Regions from separate parts of the Anas platyrhynchos genome. Here region 2 is linked to region 1. Evidence: chromatin contacts called from public Hi-C data. All regions are on one chromosome and are shown on one strand. The core of a region is the stretch at or near the end of the contact, and the rest is flanking DNA. Distances in the headings are between cores, read along the strand shown. Region 1 overlaps LOC140002193 (a long non-coding RNA gene). Region 2 overlaps LOC101801630 (a long non-coding RNA gene).

Region 1 (6,852 bases), core at 1,333-3,832:
GAGCAATGACTCACACAGCGAGTTTCAGAATGAACTGATGGACCTGAAAATGGACAGGGTGAATTTGCCTCTTGATCTGTGTTGACTGAAGAGGGATCCTGGCTGAGGCTGAAGCCATTCACCTAACTTCAGTTAATTAAAGCTAGGTGAAATAAATTCTAGCCCTAGTGTCTTTCACCTGAACAACAGTCAAATTGGAAATGACATTACAGTTGTGATGAATTGAATATAAGAGAAAACAAACCTTTATCTTGATAAACTTTTTAGATTAAGACGTCCCTTTGCAAGTTATATGCTGCTGAAATGTACTGCTCCCACACTAGAGAAATCAAGGGAGATAATCAGAAAAAAAGTGCACAGTAAAGAGTATGTTAGTATGACTATCTTTTCAAAGTAGTACATCTCTTTAACTTAAGTACTAGTTAGAAAGCAGTCTTGTCACTTCCAGAGATATCTAATTTTTTTTTTTCTGTTTCTCAGATTCTCTGTGTTGAAAGAAAGCTCTTTGTATTACAAAGATGAAGAACTCAGAGATATTTAATTTAATAATACTTTGATTCCTGACTCTATACAGGGACTTTTCATTACTTTCAATGCATCTCTGAAGAGACATTTGCTTAAATTCAAATTCCATTCCTCTGGAAGTGAGTGATTGACAGATTTACACTAGCACTTAAGAGTGTACCTGAAACAGAGGGAGAGTCAGCAGAGTAAGGGGAGATGTCCTGGGAATGATTTAAAGGGAGAACATGGAGGTGCATAATCTCTTATGTCAGTTGTCATATTTATTTATGCAGTTCCAGCTTTAGCCACCCTCCCACAAGCTTGCTGGGACTCAACAGCTGTTTCTACTTGCTTTCACTTAACATGATACTTTAAAGTACGGTGGAAATTAAATCAAGCAACCATCACAAATGAGAGCTGCTTACTAACCAAAAGCCTAAACTGACAAATACAGTAGCAAAAGAATAAACGTGATATCATGACTTCTGGTACTATTTGTATTCTTTCTCTTTTTCCACAGAGAACTGCCTACAGCTTTAGTCAGACAGTATGTTGAGAAAAGTCTCATCAGCCAGGCACTATTATCCCGTGGTCTCTCTTTTCCTTTAGCTGATATCAGTCTGAGTCACTTCATGTAAAATTCAGTGATTAAGGACCACATTTCATCGATATGTATCTCAACCGCTTGCCACACTGTGGTATCTTTAGAAACTGGTGACAGCATCAGAGACCATCAGGTAGCAGAAGGTCTGTAAAGCACTGTGGTGGGGCAGCAGGGTCACAGCATCTCTCACTCACCCTGGGCTGGGCAGGCAGTGTGGAAACAGTATAATACCAAATGGGGGTGGCACTAGATGAAGTGTGTCAGCACAATTGTAGATTAAATATTATACATTTAAAACAGATCAAGTCCCTAGCTGCCTCCACAGGCATGCAAATCCAATATTAAAATCTGAAAAACATTAGCTTTGCTGTTGTTTAAGACTGGAGGTGCCCAAATTTGGCATGATCATTCCTCGTTGGGGCACGAGCCAAAACTGCTGGGCGGTGTGGCTGAGCACAGCAGCACACAGCTGAGCTCCCAGGAGGAGGCAGACACCACACAGCTAGTCTCACTCTCCTCTGCAGCATTTCCAAACAGGTAACTTGACTGTGCAGCTTTGCTGTCCCCCCCGGTTGCCACACTGGAAGAAAGTAGTGGAGGAAACTTCAACCAACATTTCAGTGTCCTCTCCCTTTCTGTCCTTCCCCTTTTACCTCTGCTCTGTGCTCCCACATATCTTTGGAAAGGGACAGTTTTCCTGTCTGATTCAACAAGATTTACAGACACTTCCCACTGGGCTGTTGTGTTTGCGTTTGTCTTTTTATCTCCGTGCATTCTGAATATATTGGTTTAACAAAATTGATGGTGTGCAACTAAGCCTACAATTTCTGTTACACTCCATGAGGCTGTTTTTATGCTTCATTATGTTCCCTGCATACCTACCCCTGAGTCAGTAAAGGCAGAAGCTTTTCATCACAGTATGCTTTTGTTAAGGAGCTCATCCTCAGATTGACAGCATGTTCCATCTAACATTAATTTAGCATCTAACTCATCAATAAGACCTGACTGCTACAACAAAAGGCTGGAAGGAAAATCAACATTAAAAGCACCTAGAATAAAAACTCTATGTTAAACTGGGATACCTGGGAATAAGCCCACAGAATCAACGAGAAATAAAAAGTCAGACTCTGGGTGCTCCGAAGCTGTTTAGCAGTGAACCTCACCCCAAAAGTGCCTTCTGGGCTGGCCCTGTGGCCTTGAGTCCTGTGTCCCTTGGGAGCTGCAGCGCAGGAACAGAATGGCCCCTCTGGGTCCCTGCCTGCTCGCTCCTGTGACGCACACAGCCGGCAGCAGCAGGCAAAGGGGTGAAGTTGATAGAGTCCAAAGAAGCCTCGGGAGCTTTGCTTTTTGTACAAAAAAAGGACAGAAAAAAATAGAGGCAGGGGTTTGAAGTCCCTAATCAGTAGTGATTGCTTCCTGTGCAGAAGTCAGCTGTTTCCATACAATAGCCAAGCTGTTCAGTCTCTAGGCGCCATCCCAAGGTCATCACTTTTCTATTGTTGTTCCCCACCCCCATGGAAAATTCCTGTGCTCTTTTATGTATATAATGCTTTTTTTTTTTTTTTTTTTTTTTTTTTTAACCTTGGAAAACTCACGCCTGCCTCTCGTGGTTGTGGAAGTGTTCAGCACTAGGCAATGACCTGAACTTGGCTAACTTGGCTTTTCAGGGCTTTTCCTTCTCTCCACATCATCAGTGCCTGTGCTTGATGTGCATCTTATCTTCACATTTTCTTAAGGCTTTTAAGCCTAATACTGATCTGCACTGTGTTATGTGGAGGATGAAAGCCAAATACAAATATGACATATTTTTTTCCTACTTGCTTTTCTAGGAATTCACATGTCATTGCCCTCTGAGACAGTGAGAAACAAGGCCACGTCAGTTCCTAGATATTGTTCCTTTATGAAATATTTATTTACTGACACACAAACTTTACTCTTTTACAGCTATCTAATGGAAAGGCTATGTAAAGAAGTATTTTGTTTTAAAAAAATTTTTAAGCCATCATTGCATTGGTTTATTTTGAGACCTGCTGAGCAAAATTCCTGAATCTTCGCAATTCGGATATCCTAAATGGGTAAATATTCATTCTGGGCATCTTCTCTGTTTTTCCTAAATTCTTCAAAATCCCTTTTATGGGGCTAGACCTGATCATGGGCAACACTAAATAAATTATAAAACAAAACAAAACAGCTTTTTTCTATTGCAGCTGACATCATTTAGGCAAGGAGGTTTAATGCTTTGTAGGTTTGATGCCACCTATAGCCCAGACTGTAGTTTTCAGCAGCTTCGATGAATTTCATGTGAATCTTTCTGGGATGATGTGGTTTACTGAGTGGAACTGGAAAAAAAGAATGTGGATTTCAGGAAGAGCTTATCCACTATCATGGTGTTCAGGAATGGAAGATGGGAGCACTATAGTAACATACCAACATCAGGATTCCAGCACATGATGGTGGCCTCTCAATTCACTGGTGACTGTGGTCTCACAACTTTATCTCTGGTGTCACTTACTGTTAATGAAACAGTTGTGATTCTGAAGCAAGCAAGGTTTAGCCAAGCAGTGCCCTCCTCTGTTTTCAGCTTTGGGACTGGGGGGTGGGGGGGGTGTGAAGGCAGGGGGGCACTTGCCTGGGTATGCAGACTATTTGAATCTTAATTTCTCTCTTGGTGATTTTTGGGTAGCATTTGCTTCTTAAGTTCCCAGGGGCACAGAAATCTGCTGCTCAGCTGCCAGCCAAATTCATGAATATCTGTGCCTCTCAGAATCCTCCTGAAAAACGTATGACCAAACAAGATCCACAGTTCTGTTGGGAATAATCTCTATTAAACCACTTACATGTGAAGGTTTCTTCAAAGTTCTATGGGCTCTGATTCTTTCTTTTCCAGTACATTATTCCTCTGTGATAGTTACTTTGGGGCTATTTCTAGCTACTGAGTAGATTGTCATTCTACCATTAGGCAAGATACCACAAAAACCCTCTCAGATGACTGTGTCATTTGAAAATCCTGTGTGAGTAACTGCTTAACGTGAAACCAGTGTACTATATATAAGACATAAAGTAAATTATGTTTTGTAGCCTCTGTGAATAGATTTTTATAAGTTTTTAAAAATATATATGTTGTTTTGATTATAAACCCATGATTTGTCATGTTAGCAGAGATTCCAAGTGACGGGTAGAAACTTAAGCACAAAAGGCTTTTACATATGGCATTTGTACACTTTTCTTTTACTCTTTTCCCGGTGGCTGTTGCTACAGCATTATGTGAAGTGCCAATGGGATTGTATCATTATGTTGCTATATTGGCATCTATTTCTACTACACAGAGCATTTAATTAAAGTCCCTTTTTCAGATTTATCCTAAAACTTTAACTACAGAAACCTTTTCCTTTTCAAGGATGATTTTTCATGTCTAATATTTACTGCCACAGCAAGATATCCACACATTTTCTTCGAAATGTGGTATTCTTTTATGTGACCACAGAATATCTGCATGGGTATAGTTTACTTGTTACTGTTTTCCAGAAACTGTTAAGTTCTTGGTTGCCCACAATAAGGTTTAATACAGTTTTCTCTACAGCCCCTGTAGTAATGGCACAGAGCATAATAGTTCTTAATAATGCAGTCCTAGCTTTCAAATAACAATATCACAGCACTACTTTGACATTAATTCTTAATGAGGAGGCAGGGAAAAAAAAAAAAAAAAAAAAAAAGTGAATGTACATACTTAAACACTTCAGTGCAAAAGGATTAAAAAACAAACAAACAAAAAAACTAGAAAATTAGCAATACTATAAGAATTGCTACTGTAACTTATTTGTTCTCTTTTACAAATGAGTAAAATTTTAAGAATAAAATGAAAATGCTACTCCTAATTTGTGCAGTCCTATTCTAATTAGGTTTTTAACCCAGACACTTTGCTATACCACTCAGCACTGCCCTGCAGACTGAGCTGCACCTCTCTAAATGTCCTTTTCATCCCTCTGTCCCTCCCTCCCTTTCTTCTCCATGGCAGAAAATGTTATGATATTTATTGTTTAAAACCAAAACAGACCAAAGCAATTAGAGCAGAACAACCTTAGGACAGCTGTAAATTAATTCCTAAGAAACAGAGTCAATATCACCTCTATCCTTTACTGAGAAGGTTTTAAAAATAGTTTCTTTTAATATTATTTCTGTAAGTTCATTTGTTCCAGGAAAATGTGGCATTTCAAGCTAATAATATAGCTAATAATATATAATACTGCAGCCCCAAAACTTTATGATCATGCAGGAGATTTGTGCTGTTCACTGAAACATATATAAAGTACCCAAGGAAAGAGGATGAAATGGCAATAATATGAGGTGAAGTAGAAGATTAACTTGGGGGTTTATTTTCCTTAAATATGAAGTTTTCCCTCATACATTATTATATGCTATAATACTGTTTCTGAAAAAGATGGCTTTTATCTTAGATTGACTTCGTCACCTTCACTGTAAGATATTTCCCAGATGGGTTAATAGCTATATTCTAACCACTTATTGTGTTTGTCTTCTCTTCCTACATCTCATTTGTATCTTTGAAGATGATTCCTTCCTGCTAGGATTCAATACTTAGTTTATTAAAATTTTGCCTGTTACTTAGATCATGTTTACCCCTAAAATTGCTGCTGTGGAGGTGAAGCCCCTTGGAACATTGAATATAGTATGACATTTAAAAATCCCTTAAGTAGTTAATTATATTCCTGGAGAGTTGGGGTAATGACAAGAATACTTAAGAGTTATCATAAAAATGTAAGAAGATTTTTAGAAGAGTATAAATCAGTCTTTAGATACAGTCTGTTTTGAATTATCAAAGGCAACAGGGAGGAGGAGAAGGGGGGCGGAGAAATGAGATAACTCACGTGAAGCAATAACACAGGAAATACAAAACATATGCAAGTTAAACTATCAAAATACACCAACATATTTGCCTTCAAAAAAAACTTGTAAACACATCTCTATGGAGAGCAGAAATAACCATAAGCAATGAATGGCCACCTGGGACCTAGAGCATGTGGCTCATGGCTAAGCCAAGGCAGGGTGTTGCCCACACAACACTGGTGGAAACAGTTCACAGGTGATGGAGGTGGCTGTACCAGCAAATCAGCAGGGGGACTTCCAGGCAGGTTTCCCGTACCACAGTGTTTTTCCATGCCTGTGCTATAAGGAAGAAATTCTTTACTCTGAGGGTGGTGAGGCCCTGGCACAGGCTGCCCAGAGAAGCTGTGGATGCCCCATCCCTGGAGGTGTTCAAGACCAGGCTGGAGGGAGCTTTGAGCAACCTGGTCTGATGAGAGGTGTCCCTGCCTGTGGCAGGGGCAGTGGAAGTAGACCAGCTTTAAGGTCCCTTCCAACCCAAACCATTCTGTGATTCTATTGAGCCGATGCTCTGCGGTGGGCAGGGTGTTCTCATGCAACATTTGCCAGCACACAGGAGGTGTGGCCCAGTTCTCCCCACTGCAACTGGAATCAGCTTTTGTGACATGGAGCTGCAAATGTAGCTCTGTGCAAACACACAGTTGCTGCAGAGCAGCTGGCCCCTGCATATAAAAGGTAATTGAGTATAAGAACTTTATATGCATTTTAGCATTTAGCATGTGGAGGTACTGAACAGTGACTGGGGTTCTTGTTGCTGTTACCTAAAGGCCATTATTTTTAAGCTTGCAGTAGCTGGGTACCATTTAAGTGAGAACTAGGCTTACTGCTGTCATGAGCTTGTGCAG
Region 2 (6,975 bases), core at 2,320-4,819, 43 kb before region 1:
ATCCAATCCACCAGTTGTTTGTTGGTGGCTTTAAAATGAATTTGAGTAATTCATTCTGCTAAGGGGGTTGGTCCTTCCTTCTTCCTGTGCTGGACTTGCCCTACTCACTACAGGCATACAATAAGAAGACTTCTCTGCAACAGATGTTTACAATACATGTGGTAAATAATGGATTTCAATTGTTTATTCAAAGTAAAAAAGACTTTGCAGACCTACCCGCTTTGCATGGCTGGCGTCAGCCTCCCCACACACAGAGTCTCCTAGTTTCCAGGAAGAAGCCCAGGGCATCCTCCTCTCTTGTAAAATGTTTCTGCCAGAAGCACTTTAAAAATGCCTAGCAAAGAGAAACATGCAAAATGAAGCATTTCAAAGGAGGAGGGAAATAGAGAAGAGGGGAAAAATAAAGCCCTGCAGGAAAAGACTTCAATTTGTCTATTGATGCCAGTTGATAAGGCATTTAGTGTCCAGTAAATGGCCACTCCCACATAGAATTTATCTTGAGAATTAATAAACATTTATATGAAAGTTAAAGCTGTACCTTTTAAAGTTCTGCTCTAGGGATTCAACTCTGTTCACTTTGTACTAAAGTATCAAAGAGATAGTCCATGTCATAAAAAGCTTAACATCTGAAAGATGTAAAGAGACAAAGGGTGGGTTCATTCCTTTGAATTTCTCTTTTTTAATTCTGGGAGAGAAACCACTGCACAGGAGTAGCTAGTCTGGAGACATGCTCATGACTGTTTCTTGGGTTTTGGTGTGTTTAAAGCATCTTCCCATTATCACTGTGCCCAAATATTTGTGGTATTTTTGACTTAATTGAATTGACAGCTAGAGATATGCTGGTCAGCAGCGAAAAAATAAGTTACCTCTCCCACACCTGTTTTATGATAACATTTGTATCTGGAAGCTATTTTTCCACTTCTAAGTTAGAACTACAAGGACATGGCCATAATGATACCAAGCACTGTTACCTTCTAATTTTGAAGGTCCTGGCTATGGGAGCGGAATTCCTAACCTTTCCTGAGACATACATTCCCAGTGCAGCAAACAGGGAGTTTAGAGATGGAAAGACTGGACACGCAACACCATAGCCTGGATGAAGAGATGTCATTACTCCTACTTCAGCAAAATACTAACAGTTAAAGCAGTCATCCAGGAGACAGAGTCAAGTCCCCTCTTGAGGAAGAGGGGAGCAGGGTCCTCTCTGTGAGAACATCCCCTGATGTGAGAACATCCTCAGAGGATGGTCTATGGCAAGAAAAGTGGTAAGGTGAAGGGTCTCTTATTCAAGACTAGGCACTAAGAGCAAGCTCACAAGAAGAGAGCAATCTGAAGGAACCTAACTACCTCACCAATGAGGCAGATGCAAAGATGCTCATTTTATTCACAAGGCCTCAATATCTTCTTGGAGTTGGATTTAGCCTGTATTTATTCATATCCTATCATTAATGCAAAACTTGGGATGCTCCCTTTCATACTTGGATAAGTTTCTCTCTGAGCTCTGGCACAATCTTAAACTGGTCTTAGCTTTTCCTTCTTTTGCATATTGTTGACTGTTGACATCAATGTGGTGATCTCATATTCTTCCAATAGTATCCTAATTGTGAACACCATAAAGAAGTATTATGTCCATGGGAAAAACAAACAAACAAACAAACAAACAAGCAAGCATCTTAGTTCTGTCTTTTAAACAATTTAGCAAGCAAGAAGCCACAAACAGTAAGAGACCCATCATGAGAGACCATACATGAAACCTTTCATAAATCTGGAACCCCACTGGGTGCTTTCACAAGGTTTAGCATTCACACAGCAATGCTAATGCCCTACAATCACTTTGAAAAATCACCTTTTTATCCATGTCTCAGATATTCCTTCCCCAAAGTTCGAGAGGATGGATGAACCTTGCAGGATTTCCAGAAAGACAGCCAGTCTAGGTACCATCAGAAAGTGACTCACATGACATTTGAATTTTCTTTTCTTGCCACTAAGACACAACTTTCTTTTACCCATAAAAAGCTTGCCTGAGCCATTTCACTGTAGCTAACTGCAGTGTCTCAAGGAAAGCAAAGCAGTCTCTGGGCCCACAGTATTCAATGCTGTAGTGTTAGAAGATAGCCTTTTAAGCCCAAAACAGAAACTAATTAGAAATCAGCGCAGGTTAGTGCTGAATGTTGGCCTAATATTCTCTTATCCCGAACCAAGGGTCTGAAATCAGACATATTCTGCACTAATTAGAGTGCCTGAATGGTCCCAACATGTATCTTGCCACAGGAGCTCCCAAAAGTTTCCTTAAAATACCAACATCACCAACAGCAGGAAAATGAAAAGCAGCAAAACTGCTCCTAGGCGAGCCCAGGGGAGCAATATGAGTTGCTCAGCTGTGGAGCAGTACTTGTACATCCCTGTGAAATAGCTGACACAACAGGCCATTTGGGAGCCCTTCCTTAATGGATATGACAGCGCGTTGCAATAGGGAGCTGCAAAGGTCTAGGGGTCTTGCAGAAGACTAGTGAACAGTGTCCCTCATCCAGATACAGTCTTGGAAAGCCATGGGCACAAGAACAAGTAGCTGAAGGGAAGCTAAAGCTGTTTCACTGAAGAGTTGTGTTGCATACTCAATTTAGCTGAATCAGGCCATCATATGATTATTGGAAGCAGCCACAGTCTGGGAACAGAAGACAGAAAAATGTATTTTGTCAAATAGGTACCACTGGAAGAAAAAATAATTCAACTACATTTCAAAAATCAGGTTAAAATAGGCTGTCTTTATTTTCACAATTATATTTGATGTGCTCACAATATTTTGAATACCTTATTTGAGTATGTTTTTATGTTCCATTATGAAGTCAATATATCTGAATGAATCACTAAATTTAACATGTTAATATTTCATAAACTTTATCTGACACTGTACAGCAACCTTCCAGCATTACTGACAGAAATTATTGTTACCTTGGCAAACACATTAGCATTTCAGAAAACAACCGCAACAACAACAAAAACAGTTTCTCCTCAATGAAATGCTAAGAATTTCAATGACATGGAAAGTTTCAGTGTGGTGGGGTTTCATCCCAGTTCAGAATGAAAGCAAATGTCAGATCAGTGAGTTTTCTCATGGAACAGGAGTGCCGTTCTGGACTGGCTCTCTTGATTGTAATCTGGAATGGCCCTTATGCTGAGAAAGTGTTGGAAGGTCAGTGAGTGCATCTGTGGTAGAGCACAACCAGTGACGCCTTTCTTTTTGAAAACAGCAATGCGGCCAGCTAACCAGCTGACAAGCAGAAGTAAACAGCTGCTTCCTGAAAAGGGGGGAGAGAGGATCAGAGAAAAGGGACATGAGATCGACATGTTGAAGCATCCTGAGTCAGCAGGTGAGGTGACAAAGTTTGCTCCTGTCCCCAGAGCCACATGAGACTCCAGAAGTGCTGACCTGGGCTTACCACTGGCTGAGCACCCATGCAGCTGGGGGACAGAGGCTGGATGCACTTTGCAGCCACAGAGAACCCACGGTGTCCCTGCTGACGCAGGGCCCTTTTAGACAAGAATCATAGGAAACAGGCAGCCGGGAAGCAACAAGTACAGCTTGCAGCAGTGTCAGCCCCAGCTGAACTGCTGCTTATGCTGCCAGCAGCCAGCAGACCCCATTGGAGTCTCGCAGGTGCCCCTGTGGGCGCGAGGGTGGCAGGCGATGACAGCCCCATTAGCCAGCCTCCGGGGTGCTGCTGCTGGCAGCGGACTGTGCAGTGCTACACCATGCTGGGGGCAGCCTGCAGGGAGCTGGGTGCCTCTCTGCACTCCTGTGAAAGCTCACAGATGTGAGCAAAGACTTCCTTCCAGCACAGGTATTCCCAGAAATGGTCTGTATTCCAGCTCACATGCACTTTGACTCCTTAATCATAAAACCAACACTTCTTGTTTAATGTTTTCTATCAAAAAAAGAGTGGCTCACCTATGCAGATGCTAGTGTTGCTTTCCCCTATTTTCTGAAACATTTCAAGCTTTTGATTTTGAAGGAAGAGGAAAATGTTTTTTGGCTCAGAGAAACTACGTTGTTTGCTCTACAGGCAAACTTAAATAGCTCCTGAGTAGGAGCACAGGACAGATGCCCTATGTCTATCAAAATATGCTATTCATTCTCCTTCCCATCCAGCTTGTGTCTGTGGTGCAGGTTTACTCAAGTCATCTTAATTCTGTCACTCACAAGCTACAATTACACTGTGCCTCACAGAGCCTCCTGTCTGAAATGGGACTCTAAAGCATGAAGAAAAGCCTCCTCTCCTCTCCTCTCCTCTCCTCTCCTCTCCTCTCCTCTCCTCTCCTCTCCTCTCCTCTCCTCTCCTCTCCTCTCCTCTCCTCTCCTCTCCTCTCCTCTCCTCTCCTCTCCTCTCCTCTCCTCTCCTCTCCTCTCCTCTCCTCTCCTCTCCTCTCCTCTCCTCTCCTCTCCTCTCCTCTCCTCTCCTCTCCTCTCCTCTCCTCTCCTCTCCTCTCCTCTCCTCTCCTCTCCTCTCCTCTCCTCTCCTCTCCTCTCCTCTCCTCTCCTCTCCTCTCCTCTCCTCTCCTCTCCTCTCCTCTCCTCTCCTCTCCTCTCCTCTCCTCTCCTCTCCTCTCCTCTCCTCTCCTCTCCTCTCCTCTCCTCTCCTCTCCTCTCCTCTCCTCTCCTCTCCTCTCCTCTCCTCTCCTCTCCTCTCCTCTCCTCTCCTCTCCTCTCCTCTCCTCTCCTCTCCTCTCCTCTCCTCTCCTCTCCTCTCCTCTCCTCTCCTCTCCTCTCCTCTCCTCTCCTCTCCTCTCCTCTCCTCTCCTCTCCTCTCCTCTCCTCTCCTCTCCTCTCCTCTCCTCTCCTCTCCTCTCCTCATTTATATCTCCTTGTTTTCTTAGTTACAAACCAATAACTTTTGGCCTGGATGCTTAACATGACCTTAATTACAAATTGTTATACTCTTCTTCCTGTGGCACAGAAAAACTTTCTCAAGAAGTCCTGGCTGTTGTGGTAACAGAAGTTTCCTAGGAAATCCCAGACAATGCTGAATCACACGCAAAATCACAGAATGGTTTGCATTGGCAGGAACCTCTGGAGGCCATCTGGTCCAACCCCCAGCGCAAGTATGGACATCAAGAGCCCAGGACCACGTTCAGGTGGCTTTTGGAGATCTCCAAGGAGGGAGGTTCCAAAACCTCTCTGGGTAACCTGTGCCAGTGCTCACTCACCCATACAGAGGGGTGTTCTTCCCCTTTCTTCTCAATGAAGCTGTTATTAAGTCACTGAGGAGGTTTTTCTTTTTTCTCTTTTCACAGAATATGTTCAAGGGAAGAACATTTTCCAACCTCACACCCACAGCATTTCTCATCTTCTGGGCCTGATGTGGAGTAGGGATCTTACAGTCCATAAATAAAACTATAAAAAGCCAACTTGCTTTGAGATAACACTTTACTGACTCTGTGTGACAAGATTTAGAGGACATACCACACTGCCAAGTGTGTCCATGGGGCTCAGGAGAATGTGATAAGACTGTTGCTACCTGGGATTCTCACAACATCTTGAAATTAATAGAAAGCTCCAATGTTTGTCTGTGTGAAAGGGACGTGAAGCAAACCAACAGCTGTGGTAAGGGGAAGGATGAGAGATAGTTGAAGAAGGGCTTCAGATAATCATCTGTGTCTTGATTTTGTTCTCTGGGTTGCAGTAGTGGCACACGCAGACACCTTACTGCTGGCCTGTGCTGCTCTGAATGTTGTCACGTTGAGTTGGTACTCAGAATATGCCAAAGACAGCCTTGCTCTGTGGTTCCCTAAGGAGTTTTCCAAAGAAGCCACAAGATGAATATGTCCCTCAAGGTCTATGGAAACCCTCACAGGGAACTGAGAGGCACAGATGTGTCAGTAATATCAGGTATCTGCCACTGCAGATGTCCTCCTGGACTCCCTGCCATATGTTTTTACCATTATATGATTTCCTCCTCTCATTCCTGTAGCCGTAACTCATTTTTCTGTATGATGCCTAAAACCTGTTTGTTTTTTTGTTTGTTTGTTTGTTTTTTTTTAATGCAGAAACACCCGATGCTGTGCTGCAAACAGCTCAGAAGCAGGTACAGGTCACATTGAAGTAAGAAGCAAACCTCTCCGAGAGCAGCCAAAGCTGCCTTGGCATATCAGTGCCAAGATGCTCTCTCACCCCCACCTGATTCCTGCATGGTGCCCACGTGTGATGACACCTGCTCACACGACACCATTTCCTCCCATTTCCTCAACATGCAGCTTGCCTGGCATGTGCCGGCTGGCTTTGGTGCGCAGCAGGGTGCTGCAGGCCTGTTTCTCCAGGGCTGCCAAGAGGCTTGCAGAAAGGCCCTGGCTCAGTGCTCTCGCCGGCTGTGCTCCCTGGTTACATGGGCCAGCCTGCTGGTCTCAGAAAAACCACCAATCCCCAAGCACTGTCGTGCTTCAAACCTGGATGAGGACGTGGGCCAGGGCATGGGGAAATATCACTGGACCCCAGCCAGTGCCTGAGGATTTTCACTTGACTTGCAGGAATGCAAAATAACACCGGCAAAGACTAGCTATGGTGCCAGGTCAGGCCTCTTCTATCTCCTTTGTATTTATAACTGTAATGTGAACTGTCATGGGGCTCACTTATATATGACTTTTAGAAGGCAGCTTACAGATCAGCTCTGCCTTAGAAGTCCATGTTTTTATAAGACCTTATTCTAAAGATCTTTCTCCTCTCCCTGAATACGAGGCAAACCACTATAAGACAGGTAATTTCTGTGCAGAGCAGTGTGCTTTGAGCCAGTGCTATAAAGCAATTGGGTCTGTTTTATCTGTTGTTACCTTAATAGGAATCATTTCATTTCTCATTTTTGAGGAGAGGAAGGGAGAGGAAGGAAGGAAGAAAATGAGTTGCCTCTGTAATTCACCTCCCCTGACAAAGCTGGTAGTGCCTTGCTATTCCTCAGAAAATGAAAAAAAAAAAAATATCCAAAG

Evidence for each region. A called contact is a pair of places that touch in the nucleus more often than the background predicts.
Region 2: a Hi-C map of skeletal muscle shows a contact between it and region 1, with 1.6 times the contacts expected there. The contact joins two enhancer-like sites. A contact is called at or near these places in 3 of 8 Hi-C or Micro-C datasets (F5 follicle, skeletal muscle and small yellow follicle).

What each region holds. Positions count from the first base shown.
Region 1 is chr3:61,618,026-61,624,877 of IASCAAS_PekinDuck_T2T, reverse strand. It overlaps LOC140002193 (a long non-coding RNA gene), which reads left to right. Exons shown (of 3, transcript XR_011808366.1): 1 at 1-1,645. Among named protein-coding and RNA genes, the nearest start is that of ALDH8A1, 190 kb to the right of the region's middle. Within about 2 kb of position 2,582, at least 6 of the 8 cell types and tissues checked have an H3K27ac peak or open chromatin away from gene starts, as enhancers often do.
Region 2 is chr3:61,661,470-61,668,444 of IASCAAS_PekinDuck_T2T, reverse strand. It overlaps LOC101801630 (a long non-coding RNA gene), which reads left to right. Exons shown (of 5, transcript XR_011807857.1): 3 at 3,252-3,371; 4 at 5,063-5,180; 5 at 5,293-6,094. Among named protein-coding and RNA genes, the nearest start is that of SGK1, 160 kb to the left of the region's middle. Within about 2 kb of position 3,569, at least 2 of the 8 cell types and tissues checked have an H3K27ac peak or open chromatin away from gene starts, as enhancers often do.